2 separate regions of the Xenopus tropicalis genome follow, and region 1 is linked to region 2. A link is a contact called in public Hi-C data. All regions are on one chromosome and are shown on one strand. Each heading gives the region's core, a stretch centred on a gene start, on an enhancer-like site or on the middle of the called end of the contact. The rest is flanking DNA. Distances are from core to core; before and after follow the strand shown.

Region 1 (2,700 bases), core at 88-2,587, 240 kb before region 2:
AAAACGCCTGGTATCATCATCCATAGAAATAACTTGAAAAGACTCTAAGCAAACCACACAATGCGGAAATACGCTAGAAAACGCCTTAGCACGGATTTTTCAAGCGTTGGCTGAAATACGCCAGTATTTGCAAAGCAAGCTATTCCTATGTATACACAAAGGCAGATGCCAGACCTAGCTGAAATATGCAGCGTTTTTTACTATTTTGCACTATTAGCACCATGGAAACGGGATTTGCTACGTCACCAGTACTAGGCAGAAAAACACCAAAGTCAGGGGATGTGTGGCTTGTGTGGCATTTTTAGGCTGAGAAAAAACGCAGCGTAAAAACGCTACGTGTGGCATCAGCCTTAGCCTTAAGGCTAATGTCCCAAAGGGAGATTAGTCACTTGAGATAAATCTCTGCTACCACAGGTGACTAACCTCCCTGAAAAGCCTTTCCACCGGCTATAAAGAGAATTGCTGGTGGAAAGGTCTACCCATCACTTTGCAAAGTTGCCTCCAGAAGTAAACCACACTATTTTGAATAAAACTAAGCAATGCGTGGGCCTTTCTACTTGCAATTTATTGCCAATGAAAAGGCTTTTCAGGGAGATTAGGCACCTGCAGTAGCAGAAATTTATCACAAGCGCTTTAACTCAAAAAAATTTTGTCTAATGAAAGAATATGTAATAATTAGTAACTATAAATATTGTTATCAATATAACTGCTATTAAAGATTGCACTATTGTTAGGACTCTTAAAACAATGTAGCACACGATTCACATAACTGTAGACTTCTGCTACATTGTTTCAAGAGTCAGAAAATAATGCCTGAGCTTTTCTATGACCAATAACATTTCTTTCTTGAACCAACGGGCTTTGTTTCAGTACTTTGAAGGAGAGCAGACGTCCCGGAGACCAGATATCTAGGGGACATAGCATAAAAACAATGTACTGTATGGAATTAGGCATAAAGGTTGCTGCCAGAAGGCAGTACAGAGGGAGAGAGCAGCTGCAATGGAAGCGCCTGTCACGCAGGGCCGCTATTGAGTCATAAAGTTCCTTCTGAGCCCAGGTGGCTTTAGTTGTGCGTTCTAGGAACTTTAATCGTAACTTCTGTTAAACCTGCAGCGCTTGTCACTGTGTTGCCTGCTATATGCTGGTCTTCCCCCCCCCATCCCATCCTGCGCCTGGCCAGGTATTCCTCCCCACCCCCAGTGCTCGTGCAGTCCAGGCCCAGTTTGGTGTGCAGGCCCGAGGGGGAAGGCGGTGCCTTTCTCTTCTTCCTCCTCCTCCTCCCAGTGTCCGGGTGCTGAGAAGTTACTATCCCATCTCGAAACCAAAGCAAGCGTTCGGTTCTTGCCCCCACCTCCTCCCGTGCCAGTGCCACACTCTTGGTTTATTCCCGGTTCCTTTGCAGGAAATGGGACGGGAGCCATGCCTTAGCGCTAAGCTCACTGCCGGTGCCACGGACCTTTGAAAGAAGCTCCTGTCCGCGCCGAGCTTAGCCTGCGGCCGCCTCTAGTGAATGATGGAATCTGCGGCGGTACGGCCGAGCGCGGACATCCTCCGCAAGAACCCGCAGCATGACTTCGAGCTCGTCCAACGGGTTGGCAGCGGCACCTATGGGGATGTATATAAGGTGAGTATCTGCCTGCTGTCTGCATATTTATCGCCCTGTCATCAGTATACATTGCATTTTCACTTTCTGCTTCATCTACGAAAGTTATAAACCCATAGCTAACTGTTACAGTGACACAAACTGTACTATATAATATCAAGTTTCCCGACTCTTTCGGGATCTTGCTTATACACACCATCCAACTTCTTTACAAAATGTTAACATAATCATATTGTGTGCATAAATAGGCTATATTTGCTACTTATGTTGAAGTACACTGCTGCTCCCTGCATTGGTAAACATTTTGGTGGTTGCAGTTCAGAAACGTTTGGAGGGCCGAAGTTTGCCTGTCCTACAGTTACATTGTTTCACCTGAGTGTCACTACTGCAGTGTGGGAACATCCTATCTGTTCACTACCTAAGCATAAGTTATTTCAGTGGGCAGTAGTTCCTATTTTCCTGCTATCCAATATAATTATGCATGTATGATTGGGTGGTTTGAGCATGAAGCAGACTGAGCTTATTAAAACTTTTTGCCTGTTCTGGTAAATGCTGTTTATGGGCTCTAGTACTATAACTTTACAAATTCCTGTGTGTTTGCCCATCCAGCTTCCCAAGTTGGGCTCCCGCTGGATATCAGTGCAATATGACCACACAAGTGAATTTCCAAATTCAATTCAGTTGTCATGCTCTCTCTGCATTTTTAAATTGGCTAATGCACTTGATAATGTTCTAAAAGCTTTTTGGTTGGCCTGTTCAGGCTAGTCAACTTCAGCAGTACCATAGGCTTAATGGCCAAACTGCTTTCACTTTGCAGAGTTAACACACGTACCACCACTTCTACAATGACTGGCTTTAATGTGGTGGGTTAGGGTTAGAATCTAGGTTTAGGTTATGATATACAGATCTATCTGGTTTGGTTATAAACAAGAGCTCCTTAGTTAGAGACAATTTCAGGTAGGGCTGCAGTGTTTAATAATGCTTACATTGACTGTAGTTGTTCAAGGACTTTAAATGTGTCATAGACTTGTATTTTTACAGCATTTATGTTTGCTTATAAGTGTTATCTGTGTGACAGGGCTTATTGAGAAGATCTC
Region 2 (2,700 bases), core at 62-2,561:
TAATTGTATCTTCTGTAATAATAATGTGTTGTACTCAGCATAATGGGCTTATGTAGAACCACATGATATGGCACTGTTTACTTGTCTCGCGTCCCCTGCATACAAATATTATAAATATAATAACAAAAGTTTCTAATCAGACATCAACTGAGCCCCACTGACAACTAGGATAAGATTTATGTGAAGAGGTCCATCCTTACAAACTTAATACAAGAATATTTAACAAGTATTAAACAAATAATGAAATCAATAAAAATCCCCAACCTCACTTAAATAAACAGCAACAGATCAGCAAGAAGCATACTGGAATGTATTTACTAACATTGGGGCTAAAATATATCACTTCAGTTATCCATGGCAACACCTGGGAATGACATGAAACTGATGACTGATAATATCAGCACCACAAAATAAAGCTGTATGGGGGAATTCTGTACACACAACAAAGTTGTCACTATTTGCACTAATAACAATAATAGAACTATAACATTATGGTGTACTTGGCATACGTACATGGTTAAAGGGTCACTTGTCTGTAAAACATTTACACCTGATAACTGTGGGTAAGATTATGCCAGTTGGAATAGTGATGACAACAACAGAAAAATTTCCATTCTAAGTATTTTTTAGTCCCAGACTCCTAGCTATTGGTACGACTGGTGTCACACATGGAGGCATCAATACGCTGGAGCAAACAATGCCACATGTGACACCAGCACAGAGCAACTGGCATGAATATATATTTATTCTATGTAATAGGTATGTTACGATTTTATGTAGTTCTCTAATTGTTGTTTTACAACCTTGCAGACTGGTGAGATAAGGCTGTTACTGGGATGCTGCTGCTGGGCTGACATAGTCTTCCCCCCTGCATAAGAAACAATGCAGCAGAAGCCAGCTGATTTATAGCCCTGTGAAGGAGGTGAAGAGCTGACTTGTGCTGCATTGCTTCATGGCATACAGTACCACCAGCAGTGCAGAAAGGGACAGAAAAAGAATGCTTTCCTATGCGGTTACTTTTACAAACTGAAATGTAAGAGACTGCAATACATAACCCCCCCATCCCCAACAGAAAGCATGGAACACATTAGAGCTAGGCACAGTCGGACTAGGAGCACTCTATATGAATGAAAGCACGGCCCTGCCAGTCAGCATTCAGAGGCAGCAGGAAAGGGTGCACTCTCAGTACAGTTACCTGGATCTTGCTGTGATGCCGGAGGGTCACAACACTCTGGCTCCTGTGTTTCCCAAATACCTTCCACCTGTTCGCTTTCAGCCCCAACACTGACTGCACTCTCCCTTCTGGACACCGGGCCTGCTCTTAGTGCCCATAGCAACTATAGACCCCGCCCCCTTGAGTGAGTAACCAGTCAGAGCACTGGGTTCTGCTCCTGCATCCAGCTCGATGTTACTGTAGGTAGCAGCAGCAGCAGCGCATGAGAGGTACACGGAAAGGAGAAGTACACAGCGCTCCTAACAAATCCTTGAAAACTCCACATATAAATATTTATTTGGTAGATGTTTACAGTTCTCAAAAAACGTAAAGTTTCTAAGTGAGTGATATACACAGTCTGTTAGCATTCACTTCCGGATGATCCGAAGTCCAAGTGCAGTTATGTACTGTATAAGTAAGTTCTGTTCCTCCACTTGTACTCCCTCCAAAACAAAATCAGACAGGGTTTATAGTATATCAGACTTCTTACATTCCTCCCAACTTCCCTTCCGACTTTCCCTCCTGGTGCCTGCCAGGTCCTAATGCTCTCCTGCCTCCACTCACAGCACTCCCAAACAATCACTCAAGTAGCTCAAGAACCACAATATACTGATGAGAATTGTAATCAATTTGACACAAGCTTACATATCCAAACTTACATGTAAAATCCTGAGAACTATCCTAACTCGTTCATTGTATACAATTCACTTCATCAGAGGCTTTGCACCTTTACCACCCTCTACTGGTATTATAGGTTAAGGATCCTACTCAGATTGTCCCCTGAGGTACCAATGTCCTCTGCAAAAGCCTCTTTTTTAAGTCTCCTCCTTTTCAATATACTGTATAAGGCCAGTGGAGTCTTCATTGTGTACCCTAGCAAAATGTTTGTTTAGGTAATGTTTCATATACCCCTTTTTTATATTTCGTATATGCTCCCCCAGTCTTGCCTTTTTGGTTCTCCCCACATATTGTTTTCCACAAGAATATTGTAGGGGGTAAGCTATATTTCTCATGTTACTATTCAATGGATGTTTTACTGTGTAATTCTCCCACTAGATGATGCCATAAACTCCTTTTTAACTGTTCTTATGCAGCTAGTTGTTTTGCATGCTACACGGTTCTTACTAAAGGTGAACCCTGCTTTATACTTAAGCTACATTTCTTCATTTATACATTTTATACTTTCCTGTTTAACATGTTTCTGGGCTTCTGGTATTCCTGTTTCCTAATTTAGAAAGTTCTAAGCCTATGTTATATTGTATAATAGTGTACAGTGAGCATACATCCACTGTCACTAAATAAAAGTGCAGTTGCCATGTCACAGTTTTTAGCAAATGTATGATATCAACATCATTTTCAATATTGCTTCCAATGGAGCCCACCCCTGATATAATCAATTGGCTTGGGGATTTTCTAGGTTTTTATGGATTTTTGGGAGAATGTATAGAACAGGGATCTTTGGCAATTTTATATTGATAAAATTCCTT

Evidence for each region. A called contact is a pair of places that touch in the nucleus more often than the background predicts.
Region 1: a contact with region 2 is called in a Hi-C map of neurula embryo, with 2.9 times the contacts expected there. The contact joins the promoter of map4k5 here to the promoter of cdkl1 in region 2. A contact is called at or near these places in 3 of 5 Hi-C or Micro-C datasets (brain, neurula embryo and tailbud embryo).

What each region holds. Positions count from the first base shown.
Region 1 is chr8:93,017,309-93,020,008 of UCB_Xtro_10.0, reverse strand. map4k5 (mitogen-activated protein kinase kinase kinase kinase 5) reads left to right here and starts at 1,337. Exons shown (of 32, transcript NM_001142049.1): 1 at 1,337-1,624. The coding sequence starts at 1,514.
Region 2 is chr8:92,773,524-92,776,223 of UCB_Xtro_10.0, reverse strand. cdkl1 (cyclin-dependent kinase-like 1) reads right to left here and starts at 1,311. Exons shown (of 10, transcript XM_012969555.3): 1 at 1,196-1,311.